Linked DNA regions of Pan troglodytes: region 2 is linked to region 1. A link is a contact called in public Hi-C data. All regions are on one chromosome and are shown on one strand. Each heading gives the region's core, a stretch centred on a gene start, on an enhancer-like site or on the middle of the called end of the contact. The rest is flanking DNA. Distances are from core to core; before and after follow the strand shown.

Evidence for each region. A called contact is a pair of places that touch in the nucleus more often than the background predicts.
Region 2: a contact with region 1 is called in a Hi-C map of induced pluripotent stem cells, with 3 times the contacts expected there. The contact joins two enhancer-like sites. A contact is called at or near these places in 4 of 7 Hi-C or Micro-C datasets (induced pluripotent stem cells, a lymphoblastoid cell line and stem cell-derived neural progenitor cells), 1 of 1 datasets of contacts at active chromatin or transcription factors (stem cell-derived excitatory neurons) and 1 of 1 other capture datasets (stem cell-derived neural stem cells).

What each region holds. Positions count from the first base shown.
Region 1 is chr9:123,601,431-123,608,200 of NHGRI_mPanTro3-v2.0_pri, forward strand. No RefSeq gene overlaps it. Among named protein-coding and RNA genes, the nearest start is that of SORL1, 210 kb to the left of the region's middle. Within about 2 kb of position 3,026, at least 13 of the 24 cell types and tissues checked have an H3K27ac peak or open chromatin away from gene starts, as enhancers often do. A contact at or near this core is called in induced pluripotent stem cells and stem cell-derived neural stem cells, where this site is marked.
Region 2 is chr9:124,152,184-124,159,252 of NHGRI_mPanTro3-v2.0_pri, forward strand. No RefSeq gene overlaps it. Among named protein-coding and RNA genes, the nearest start is that of MIR100, 61 kb to the left of the region's middle. Within about 2 kb of position 5,513, at least 11 of the 24 cell types and tissues checked have an H3K27ac peak or open chromatin away from gene starts, as enhancers often do. A contact at or near this core is called in induced pluripotent stem cells and stem cell-derived neural stem cells, where this site is marked.

The DNA.
Region 1 (6,770 bases), core at 1,776-4,275:
CCACTGGAGGGCCCTCCAGATAGAGAATGACTGGAGAATCCCAAATGCGTTCCCTTAGCCCAGACTTCAGTTCACACCCAGATTTTTGAGCATGCAGCATTTCTTGCAAATCGGATTTAACTGGGGAGACTAGCAGTAGCATTGATGTTTCTTTTATGTAGGAATTTAAGCATAAAAGGAACCTCTATTTAAAAGAGCAGCTTTTGGATTATAGTCTATTTGGAGCTGGAAAGGAGGTGCTAATCTTGTATGTGGAGAGTGATCTTGCAGAATTTAGTGCAGCTTAGGAGAGCAGAGCTTTGAACAAAGGTTATTTCTCTGTGTGAAGAGAATCACACCAAGATGTATGGCGTGAAGTGGGGCAACAGAAATTATTTTTTATAATGAGGAAAAAGAGAGTCTTATATAGGCCTGGAAAAATAGTTGGGAGGTTGGCATCCTAAGCCTAGTAAAGCACAAAATCACCAAAGTTTATTTTCATGCCACATATTTTTTCATCTGCAGTTTTTCTACCCTCTTGCTGGAGCCTAGTTCAGAGATTTTATTTTGCCGAATGTTGACAAAACACCCTAAATTCTGGGCTCACAGTTGTCAAGGCAGCATGAAAAATTTCAGCCCTCAATAGATTCAAACACAGACCTGTTGCAAAACCAGATAGAAATGAGGAAAACTGTCAAGAAGAGTCCAGAAAAGAAATACGGGTCAGTGACAAGGTTTCCTCAGTTTATAAAACAAAGAAAATTCATCAGAACTCTCCACATCAGCCCAATACCAAACCAGATTAAAGTGCTGTCTCATGTTCTAATCTTCTGAGGCCTGAAACAAAAAGTGAAGTTGATTGTGTTGATTTGCATGGCTCCCCTGAACTAGTAATCTTTCAACATCAGAGCGGAGCAGGTGACTGACCAACGGACTTGTAGATGGCTTTGGGGATTAGTTTGCGCCCTCATAATTTGAGAACGTGAGTCCTGTGGGAACGGATGTGGCCACTGGGGATATAGCTGGCGGCAAGCTCTGTGAGGATCGGGATGGTTCTTACATTTTTTGTCCAGCTGTAAAATGGGAAGGAGGCTTTTTTCTGACTTATCCCCTAGCGTCAAGTTCCCATTCCCACGCAAATGGCAGCTCTTTCTATACTTATTTGGGAGTGAAATGGATGGAAGAAGGGATGGAATGGAGAGGATCCCTTTCCTTTTTGAACTTGGGAGTTTATAGGTAAGTGGGCAAAAATGAGCCTACGGAAGAGACTAACTTCGGTCCGGATCAGCAGCATTTGCTCTTCTGGGAACCTCAGCTGTGGGCAGCAGAGAACTGAGGGCGTGTTCGGTAGCTGCGTGTAAAGGGAGGCACTGTGCTTAATGAGGTCTGCAAGCCTCGTGCTTTTCATTTGACCCAGGTTTTTCTCCCTTGGATTAACCTCTCTGTGTGTTGTTGGGAAGTACTGTTCATCTGGTTGTAGCTCAGAATTTTGTACCTGGCCCAGAGGAGATTCCTGGGAGTGGAATCTAGGTCCCCACCCAATTCTGATTGTGAGTAATGGATGCCGTTTGGATGGGAACTGTAGAGGATTTATCTTTAACGCCAGAGGGCTGGAGGTCACAGCTGAAGCAGGTTGATTAAAATCAGTTACTCAGGGGATTTGACTACACAACCCAAAACACAAGCTGGAGGAATCCAGCTTCTTCTCAGAACTGCCCCCAAATACTGAGGAAAGGTAGATTCGAGGTCTGCAATCCTCTCCTTGCCTCTGAACTCAGAGCTGTCATTGTCTCAAACACGCACTTGACACTAAACATACATTTTTCTCTGACATATTTGTATTGTTTTTTAAACTGTATGACAAATAGTTGTGCTGAGTGAGTTCCGGGCACCTAGCAGGCAGGCAGTAAATATTTGCTGTACATCGAAAGAATGCCGTTGGCTTGGCTGTCAGTATGGCTCCGATTCAGAACCATCCCATTGCTGGGTTCTTGAAGCTGGGAGGATTGCACGTTGAAGGGCTGGTCAAGCCCTGCCTGACCAGAAAGGTCTCTGTGAATACTTTGGTCATAGAGACCAGAAAGGTCTCTGTGAATACTGGAACATTCTCAGACATGCCGAGCAAAAGCTACCATCGCAGGCAAGAGGGACGGTGGGGGGAAGTGCAGCTGGGAGTTTTCCTAGAGACGTGGTTCCTTTGTTCTGGTAGATTTCAGCCAGAAAGAACAGCAAATTTTTACTGTCTGCAAACCACTAAGGAGCTACTCCCCTCCCCCTTTACCTCCTTCCTTCCCAACCTGGGAATTCATTTGCTGCTTCTCTCTCCTCCTCCTCTGCCCTCGGGCAGTCCCCAGGGACAAAGCTCTTTGTTGTGAACACTCCGAGACAATACGGGATTGCACAGTCCCCAGGGCACAATCGGGGCTGTCCTCCATGGAGAGTGATCGCCCCGGCAGAGACCCCCACCTGTTGATCTCCCCCTTCCTGGGGCGAGTGACAACCTGCATTGTGCTGGGGACGCACGCGTTTCCACAGCAGGCTCAGCAGATGGTGCTGGTGAGCAAAGCCATTCCCGTCCCTCTCGCGCCCCTCCCCACCGCCAGAGCCTCGCTGGTCTAAAGCAAAAACAGATGTTTTCATCATTTCTGGATCTGGCATGTGACTCGCAGTTCAGCAATGCGCCGACATAACCCAGAGTTGTACGTCCCCATCATCCCCCGCAAAATAAAAATCCTGAACTTAAACGAGCCTTCCTCCTAGGCGAGCCACTGACACATGATCTGTGTAATCCACCCGGCACATGTTTAATCGGACTCCAACTGCAACTGCCTTTGTAGCCAGCCCCGGCTCTATAATTGGGAAGTTGTCTTTTTTTTCAGCGAAGACACGGGACAGCCAGACTAGCTATCTTTACACCAAGGGCTGGGAAGAGGCGCTAGCCTTTTAAAATAGCCCTGGTCTGGCTGGCTGGCGAACCTGTCTGCGTGGGAGCCGGTGAGCGGGGCCAGAACAAAACAGGAAGGCCGCGGCGGCGCACCCTGTTCCCGGCGCCCTCGGCAGGTGGCAGCATTGGCCCGAGCTGGCCTCTGCCGCTGGCCAGCCCCAAAGCAGGGCCCTTTTACTTTCGGTGGCCTCAAAATTATTAGTTCCAGATGAGTTCTTGCAATTGTAATATTTGGTTTAACCCAATCTGCCCGACTGCGTCAGCGCACGTTCAAATACAGCCGTCTGAAGTCTAACCAGACATCAGAGGCATGTTTCGGGGGTGTCAACATTCCTTACCCTTTGAAAGAATTAAAGCAAAACAAAACAAAACAAAAAAAGGAGGCTGATTTATCCCAAAACGAAAGAAGGGTGAACAGGCGTGGGGCTAGGGTGCCTGAGAGGGAGCGAGCAGTGGACATTCAGGGAAGGCGTAACAATGGAACTTTGTCCAGGAGGCCCGCTAGAGTGGAACTGGATTTATTTGTTGAACTAGGAAGGGACCTCTAGGTTCTTTGAAGGTTAGAGCAAATAAGCAAAACTGGCGTGCATTTGGTTTACCAACAGCAGAGTCCTTCAAGTCACGTAGGCTGCTATTGTCAGACACAAAACGCGTTGTTTCTGGGGCTGGGCCTCTGCTTAACACTTGGCTTGGTGTCCCAGGAAGGGGGCAGTGGAGGAGGGGGCTCCCCATCTTAGCACACAGCTTTTAGGGGCACTCTGAATGTCTGCCAAGGATGTAGACTGGGTTTCCTGAGGACAGCAGCCTAGGCCGCAGAGGACTCGTTTAGAAGGCAGGAGCCCTCCTGCAGGCCCTCTGGCGAGTGGACTGGCTGGAGTCGTCAAGTGTCTTGTAAACGGCCCTGCTGTGGTTTTACTGCAACACCGTGGAGCTGGACACGGGGGAGACTAGGGACCCATCCCGGTGGTCTCAGGGTATTACAGATGCATGAGCTGAGGCTAAAAGACTCCCTCTGACCCCCAGGGCAGAGCAGCAAAATGTACAAAGGGAGCCCAGAAATCCTGCTCCAACCACCAGCCAGGAAAGGGTGTCTCTTCCCTTAGCAGAGATGGAATAACCTGGCCTTGAAAAGACAGCCTCTGTCAAGCAGTCTCCCACACCCCTTCCCCCTGCCTGCACCTCACTTTTAAATCTGTGCTCAAATTCTTCAGTAAGATTCCTGCTAGTCGACTACAGGGAGCCTGACCGTTTCCCTGCAGGTCTCTGTCTCAACATGGTACTGATCAAAAGCTGGCACCAGTCTGGCAGATGCTTTAAGTCCTGCATGTCGGGAGCTAGTGGCTGGTGCTGGCATCAGCCAGCCAGGCAGACAGAGTGGCCATCTTGTTAGATGTGGTTGGGGCCTCGCTCGTCACTTACCTGCTGCAGGGGCCACCCCACTGTGTGGAGGAGGCATAGGAAAGATGGTGGGACCTGCACTCATCTGGTCCAATACCTCCAGAGTGTTTAGGGACCCAGACTTCCTGCTATCCTCCTTTCAGTCTGAAAACTACATGTGTCCCTGCAGATTGTTGGGAAAGTGCTGATTGTCTTGGCGGGAGCCTCACCCTGATCCTAGAGGGGACTTGGCCTTGGAGGGAAATAGGCAAATTAGGCATTCAGGTGAGTACAATGGTTCGAGGCCTGTGTGCGTAGAATGGCTAAGGAATTCCAGTATTCCTTTCCATTGCTTCATTTACTTTATTCCCTTCTGAGAATCAGTTTTTGGACATGCTATAATCCAGAAATTCTCAGTCTTGCGTACTTAAGAATTGCCTGGACCCTACCCCCAGAGCTGCTGAAATCACAATGAAAAGGGGTTGGGGATAGGGGTCATGATTTTACTCTCTGCCCAGGTGGTTGTAATGTACAGCTAGAAGCTAAAAAACAAAATTTAAAAATCACTGCATTTCTAACCCAAATTCCCTTGATTTACAGATGAGGTTCCTAAGAGTTAAGCGGCTCAGCCAAGGTCACACAAATTCAAGTCCAAGTATGGAATTTCTGTATAAGACCTCCTTGCTCCTCAGCAATGATTGAGGCTTTTCCTCAATCTTTGAACCCATTAATGACTGAGCCAGTCACTTCTTTTCCCTGTTTAATGAAACCCTCTATCAGCCACAACCTGTGTTGCTGTTGCCTATAAGAAATTCCTCTTACAGTCGGCTCTCTGTATCCATGGGTCCTTCATCCATGGATTCAATTGGCCTCAGATACAAAATATTAAAAAAATATATATGTATGTATGTATATACGGATGGCTGTGTCTGTACTGAACATGTAGACTTTGTTTCTTGTCATTATTCTCTAAACAATACAGTATATCAACTATTCACATAGCATTTACATTGTATTAGGTATTATAAGTAATCTAGAGATGATTTCAAGTATGTAGAAGGATGTGTGTAGGTTTTATGTAAATCCTACACCATTTCATCTAAAGAGACTTTAGCATCCATGAATTTTGGTATCTGTGAGGGTCCTGGAACCAATTCCCCACAAATACCGAGAGAGAACAGTACTTACTGGGGAATTTTCAACTTTGTAGCTTTAAATAAAGGCTTATACTGAGACCTTTAGAAATGAAAATCTAACCCCCGCCAACCCTGATGTCCCTTATTTATCACTTATGTTCCCAAAAGGGATTCATACCTGCAGATGGCCATCATGGTGATAACTGCTTTGCAATGATTTGTTTTTAGAGATGAGGCTCCTGGGCCCTAGAAAAGTTTAGTGCCGTGTTTGGGCCAAAGTAGATGGCAGAGGCAAAATGAACATGGAGGCACCCACTTCCCAGCCCTTGGTGACATCACTGCTTTAATCTCACCTCTCTTCCCCTGGGGCTGCTCAAGGTGCTGTTTTCTTGTTAGTCATCACCTGCTGGAGGTAACAAACACCCTCAGAAATACGTCTGTTCTCTGTGGGCAAGGAAGCAGTCACTGGCTTAACCCTATGCTTCTGAGAATTGGTTTGACTTGAATATTTTGAGATCTTTGATGCTCGAAGGTTGAGGAAGTTACCATATTACCATAACTCATTGGGAACAAGAGAGAAAAAGAGCCCAGACATTGTGGTCACCAGGTAAAGTGGAAATGAAGCTGGACAGGGAGTCAGGCAACGGTGTCCTGTGTGACCTTGGACAAGCCATTGTATCACTATGGGCCCAAGTTTTTTCCTCTGGAAAAAAGCCAGGAAGTTGGACATGATCTCTGAGGTCTCTCCCAGCTCTGACATTCCATGGGACAACGAGTTCCTCATCTCTGGGATCTTCCTTTTGTCGGTCAGATGTGAGGCTCTGGATTCTCTTCTCTCTCTAAGTCAATTACTCTTGAGGCATTTCCCCAGTGACCTTAGGACTAACTCATGATTTTTAAACATGGAGGTCAGAACATGAGCAGCCACACAAAAACAATGACTTGGTTCCCTACCCAGTGCCTGGTGACTTCACAAAGGACACTTAATGTAAGTCCCTTCTCTAGAATTCTTTCTTTTCTTAGAGGAACTGCCCAGGGATCTTGCATCACTGGGGCTTGTTTGTCCATCCACCCATTTATTCCATCTTATAAACATTTGTTAAGTACCAACTCTGCTTAAAAAAAAGGATGGGGAAGAATGTTTATTTCTAGGAATGACTCTTCTAGATTAAGAGGCTACAGAGGCATTATAACTAAATACAGTATGTGACCTTGATTGGATCCTAGATCCAAGAAGAAGAAAAAAGCCAGAGAAGACATTTTTGAGAGACCTGTGGAAATCTGAATATAGATCTCGTAATGGGATTATTGACACATTTTTTAGATTTGATAAT
Region 2 (7,069 bases), core at 4,263-6,762, 550 kb after region 1:
TCATCATGAGAGGTTATGGGGGAGTTTGCACAGCTAACAGGCCACTGTTACTCCCTGCTTGTTTGTCGGCAAGAAAAGTGCAGAAAGTTCAGTTGCTCCCATTGGCCATTGGACAAATGCCCAGTTGCTCTCTGGGGAAATCTGATTGTGTCATAGTTAATTCCTCCCTCACCCATGCCCCTCCTTTATAGCTGCTTAGTTGCCAAGCTCTGTCCATTCTTTCTCCATTGTATTTCTTGAATTAGTCCCTTTCTTTTATTCCTACTGCAGTTATCCTCAGTGAAGTTTTCATTTTTTCTTGATTGGACTATTGCTATATCTTCTTACTTGGTTTCTTATTGCTAGGATCTATCCACTGTAATCCATTTTACATGTGACTTGTAGTTTAGTCTCCCTCATACATGTCTCTGATTATGTCACTCTTATGTTCCAAAACTCATGGTGATTCTTTGTTGCCTGCTGGTCACAAGTGATTCTGCATTGCCTACTGACCAAAGTCCAACAAATAAATTGACAGCTTTCTTCACAAAGAAGAAATTGTCCTATGACTCACATGTTACCCCATAATTAAAGGACTGAGACCTAGAAAGTTACTCAAACTTCAAGTAGCCCATGCCCCAGAGGTAAATTTCACTTGCCCTATTTAAACAAGGTTTTCTTCAATATATTCTCCTTGTCACAATCAAAAAGTTCTTTCCAGTGTCTGCCTTGAATTATCCCCTAAGCTCTTGAACTCTACTATCTTTAACTATTATTTGTTTTAATAGCAAGTTCCACTCTCAGAAATGAGACTAACAAATAAAAAAGAAACAAGTGACTCCCAAGAAAAACACCAGAGCATGACATCATAGTGAGTTGAAAGGGGCTGAAGTTGGAAGTGGGCTAATGGCTGTTTATGATTTTTGTTTGTTCAACACCATATGTCTTAGGACCTTAACCCTCTACAGACTATTATCTTGATGGTGATGGGTATTTCTCTGCTGCACTTATACTTCCATTCCTCAAATCATAAAACATTTATTATATATCACCACAATCAAGTTATAATAATAATCCACGATGATAGCAATAGTCTAATGAAGAAATATGCTCTGGTAAAGATCCTTGGATATCAGAGAGAAGTGTAAAGATTGTAGAGGACAGATGCAGTGGCTCATGCCTGTAATCCCAGTACTTTGGGAGGCTGAGGTGGGCGGATCACCTGAGGTCAAGAGTTCGAGACCAGCCTAGCCAACATGGTGAAACCCCATCTCTACTAAAAATACAAAAAATTAGCCGGGCATGGTGGTGTGTGCCTGTAATCCCAGCTACTCGAGAGGCTGAGGCAGGAGAATCACTTGAACTCGGGAGGTGGAGGTTGCAGTGAACCAAGACTGCACCACTCCAGCCTGGGCAACAGAGAGAGATTCCATCTCAAAAAAAAAAAAAAAAAAAAAAAAAAGACTGTAGAAAGCAACTTGGAGAATAATTAATAGAAAAAACAACTCAGACAGTTTACCCATCATTAGAGCATTGATATTTCTGGGGTTGAATGCAGCAGTGGCTAGGAATGGACATTAACTTTTCACACTAAGGGGAATAACACACTATACCACACACAATGTTGAGGATTCAAATTCTAGAGAGTGTCTTTGTCATGTGTTAATGATGGATATAAAGGTTCTCTATATGAGGCCTATGATAGTCAATGGTCATTCCTCTAACTTGGGAATGGTATGGGCTATACAGATAACAGCCTAGAGAGGTTAGAAGCTAACTTTCTTTCAAAAAAAGATGAGGAGAAGAAGGGAAGGGAAGGGAAGGAAAGGGAAGGAAAGAGAAGGGAAGGGGAGGGAAGGGGAGGGAAGGGGAGGGAAGGGGAGGGAAGGGGAGGAGAGGGGACAGGAGGGGAGGGGAGGGGAGGGGAGCTCAGCAAATTCTGGGGCACAACTTACAATTTTGCCTGATGTCTTACCACACTGCACAGCTAGGAAGTTCTTCTGAAGATCTAACCTGTGTTTCTTCTGGTGTTTTTGTTTATTTGTTTACCATAGATTATTTATAGCCTTTTTCCAAACAGAGAGATACTCACAGCCCTTCCCAGTTGGCTGTTTGGCTCAGCTAACAGAGCTGCTCTAAAAGTCATGGTTAAAACTTCATTCCCCTAAAAGGGTCATCGAGTTTGCTCCATAAGAGAGCTATATCAATCACCCTTCCTAAATGATAGTCTTGTCATACATAGAAGAGAAGCCAGGCAGGTGAGTAGATGCCATTATCACCACTGCTTCTGTCTATTAAAAAAATAAAAACAAGATTTCTGCCTACTCTCCAACCCAGCCAAAGAGAGCCTCAGAGTCAGACACCTGGAATTAACCCTCATCCCTGCATCTACAGAGGACGCCTGGCCAGAGCAGTACCGGCGGTGACAGAGCTGGGACCACTGACATCTGAAATGCATCCTGCACTCCAGCCCTTATGTGGTACTTGCTTGTCTCATAAAACCATTTTGTTTTTTGAGGATGGAGATAAGGTTCTTTAACACAATTTTCAATCTATAGTTGTACTCCAACGTGTTCCTTATACATCTACAATTTCTTCTATCTTATAAAATGAAATACACCCCTGATTTCCGAAAGAAAAAAAAAAAAGCACAGCATTAAAAAAAGGAACCTGAGAGGCCACGAGGCTTTTCACATTTTGCCAGAACCAGGCTTTTGTCTGTGCTGGCGCCCTGGAGCTCAGGGATTTCTTAGGAATGAGAGTACAAGTGGCCTTAAGACCTCAATGATTGGAAAGAGACACCTTGAAGGCTGGAAGGAGGAGGTAAGGGCAGAGTTGCATCCAATCTGTGCTCACCTTCCTGTTCAGAATTACCTGGGCAGGTAGCTTAACATCTCCTAACCTTGGTTTCTTCACCTGTAAAATGAGAATAATAAGACAACACATCCCACGGGATCTTTGAGAACACGTATTCAATGGAATGAAACCCTCAGCACAATGCCTGGCACCTCGGGAGTGACCATTAACGATGCCTCTTGTTATTAATATTATCACAATCATCTCAGGGGGGCAAAGTAGCGAAGACTGACCGTGGGAAAGAGAGCTGTGGGAAAGTGACAGAGGTGCTGCCATCCCCTCGGCCCTACCCATGACCCCACTGTCAGGGGTGCAGAACATTTTTCCCATTCACCAGGTCCCAACCCACTCCCAGATAGAGCAACGTGGTGAAACAATAAAAGCCTGGCTCCCGCAAGATGGCACCATGACGGGCTGTGCCTGGATCCAGAGGAGACGTCTCTGTCCAGCATTTCCATCAGGCTCTTCCGAGCCAGCTCCTGGGGTGCGCACAAAGACCCATTCAGGATGGCTGGAGTTCTGAAAGCCAGCAGATGAGCCGAGGAGCCGGGAAGGGGGTGGAGAATCAGCACAGCGCCTGGCACTAACCCCACTGGGACCTGCCCTGGGCAAGCAGGCGTGGAGGGCTCAGGTCTGCCGCCACGGCTGCACTCTTTGTTTTCCCGCAGATTCCGTTCTCTGATGGTGGTCCAGGGCACCAAGGACACCAGCTGCCATGGCTGGGATTGAATGACCTCCCTGGGGTGGCTGGGAACCCCCACTCCCATAGTGCCAGCCCAATGGGCAGGATACCCAGTGGAAACAGGCCATTACTAACAGGCCTGCCATTTCGAAAGTGCCTCTTTCTGGGAAAATTGACTCTCAGAGGTTCCCACCCTGGGAAGGTACAGTGAGAAATAAGAAGCTAAATTACTATGCAGTAGCCAATAGTTATTCCCCAGGGCCTAGAAAGTGACTCTGTGCCCTTCAGCCTCAGTTTCCCCACCTGTACAATGGGGCTAGGTACAACAACCTGTTGGAACTCAAAAAGTAGCTGCTGTGAGAGAACTTATCAGTAGTAGTTGGTTTGTTCCCTTTGAACACAAATATATCAGATCTGATGCATCAAGGATATGCCAGTCCTGCAGCTCCCTGAATGTTAGAGCACAGAGGCTGCTTAATGGATCATGATCCTTGGATGCAAATGAAAATAAGATTCCCTCTTTTACTTTTTCCCTCCTAAGTCTATAAGAGGCTGTCCTAACAAGGTGACAAGCTGAACATGCAATAGAAAACTGAGCCCCTTTAGGCTGCCAGAATTGTAAGACATTTCCTGTGGGACAACAGCATTTCCCAGATGACTCAATTCAGAAGGACTAAAAGGAGTTTCTGTGACCTGAAGATGTTTGTACATCAGCTAGTCTAGCTTTCCACCTTTGCTGGAATATGCTGACTGCATTTATTTCTCTAGATATCTCTCACCCAATAGTAAGACTCAGTAGAAGCACCACCTCCTCCAGGAAGCCTTCCCTGACTACACAGCTTGAATTAGTGCACTTTCATATTCTCCCACAACACCCTGGGCACATATACTTCCCTCTTAGCAATCAGGAAATTATATTGAAATTGTCTGCTTGTTAGTCTCTGTCTTCTTGTGACCAGGTACTATACTTTACAATCTTTTTTACTCCAGTATCTAATACAGTGCTGGCATAATGCAGGAATTTAATAAGTGTTTATTGAACTACATGGATGTGTATCTCTCTCTAGAGTATTTGCTAGCGTAAACCCCCATTTATATTTTATAAGGGTATCCCATAACCTCTGCTCTTAGGAAGTTCTATCTCATATCTAACTCAGTTCTCTCCTGCATGCATATATTTCTCTTTTTTCAAACCTCGGGAGACCACAGCCAGTCACGATCCTCATTCTTATCAGAGTGATCATAGAAATCACAACTTGCACTCATCATTGTTTTTCTCTCAGGTTCAGCTTTATTTTTTTGGTCTGAAATCAGGAATGAACTTTCACAGTCTCAACTCTGGCCATTTTTCCTTTTAACAAACAAAAGAAAAGAACTTCCAAGAATGATTTTGACCAGATAGAGTCTGCTCCTTTTAACAAGATTGTGTGAAGCACCTACTGTGTGCCAGGCTGTGTGTGATGGAGAGGGAGCAAATGCGTAAGTCCCTGACATCAAGAGATCTTCAACCTAAAACAGAGAATAATGGGGGTACTTAATTTAATTCATAAAAAGTAGCACCGCACTTTCTTGTGATCCCTTGGTTAGAATCACCAACTTTTATGAGTTTGTAGAAAAGCCCAGAGTGCTAAAAAGTAAAAAGCAAACATTCCATTTCTGAGCAATTTGGGAGAAACTAAGTGGCCCAGTCAGGAGACACGTTGGGGAGTACCTTAAAGGATAAGTGTCAAGTGTCTGTTGACATTTCTAAAGAAATCCATTTGCATTTTCACTGCTAAGGAGAGGCCGGCCTCCACTGGCCACACATTCAGAAAGCTGGCAGGAGCCACTGGTCAGCAACCCCCAATCAAACAGGCTTCCTCTTTCTGGCCAAAGAGCTCAGGGTCTGCGTGACTTGAGGCAAGTCATCCAGGGACATTTGGGATTCTGATCTAGTGAGCCAGTGAAGACGGTACAGATAAGGCCCAGACAGAAATCTGGCAGCCTAAGTAACATCTGGTTGGTCTGAGGTTTGGACTCTGGCTGGGGCTGGGAGCCCAGGGCTGGCGACTGGGGAGCCTGCATTTGGAGCTGGTGACAGCAGGTGGCGCAGGAGCGCAGAAACCAACCTTCAGTGGGCCCTGAAAGAAATCATGGTGTTAATGCCACCCCAAACCACAGCCAAGCAAGGCAAAGGCGACCATGTTGTCCTCAAGTCCTGAAAAGGGCAAATTGCACAGATGGAGCAAAGAACCATAGATGGGCAATTCTCAGGTAAAGAAAAGCCAAGGTAGGTCATCAGAGATCTAGGTAAAATCCTTCGACGGTCAAGGACTTCAGAACTTTAGGAAATGTGCAAAGAAAATGAAAGAGAAAGACAACACATAACATTAAGTTCAGGAGCAATATAAGAGCTCCTGGAGAGGAAAGGCTCAAGTCACTTTGAACCCTTAGGGCAGCTGATGAGCCAGGTATCGTTCTCCAAATAGCCTCTCCTTCCCTCCAGCAACAAAACGCAAACAGAATATTCACAACAAAAACCTCACCTATTACAGTTAGTAAAGCCTCGAAAATCAACATTTTTAAACAAAAAATGGAAATGTTATCTCCTTCTTAAAGCTAGTAGAAGGCACCTTCTTGTTGCCCCAATCTCTGCATAAGTTCTCCTCCAAAGCATATCACTGGGGGAAGAAGGGAGAAAGTTCCCCTCCAGTAAGTATCCAAGGTTCTTCAGTTTGTGTGCCCAAAAGGGACAAAAAAGCATAGTCCTACTTATCTATTTACCTAACACCATAAGTCGAGGAATTTTAAGCAGCTGATTCTAAAAGCTAGAATAAAAGCGTTACGCACAAGATACGAGACAACCTCCCTTCAAAAGATAACGGGCACAAGCAGTAGACTGCTGAGATATGCAATGGAGAATTTTCCCTCATCCACTTAAGCAGTAAGGGTTGGCTTTGGGATAAATCTCAGGGAATGCAAAGAGTATTACTTATTTTTCCATTTGGTTTACTTTCATGTTGTTACTTCTCTCGTGGGAAGTAGATGCCTAAGCTCTGATGTATATAAATCCATTTTCAGTGTTTACTTAAGTACATATACATACACTATAGCAAAATGTTGCTTTGCTTGAAAAATCATTGAAACATTTGATGTGTTTGCTCTCAATCAATATTCTGCAAAAAGCATCTGGGTTCGCTGCTCAACTAGGACAGTAGACAAGTCTGGAGTCTTTTCCATGAGCCACCTGCCACTTGCCAGCTCTATGGGGTCCCACATCACAGTTGTCCCAGTAGCAGACAGTATAAGGGCTATGTGATTTAGGCTGCAACAAAGGGTGATGACAGAACAGAGAAAGGCAAGGTGAATTCCCTCTGAATGTGACCAGAAAGGCTTCATGGAGAAGGACACTCCAGTTGTTTGACTACTCCATGCCTTTGGACATGTTTTTGTTTTTTTTTGTTTTTTTTTTTTTGCCTGAAATGCCATTCCTCAACTCCCACCATCATCCTTTTGGGGGAATTTCCAGTTTCCTTCAAAAATAAGTTCTGATGTTATCTAGAGCCCTCCCTG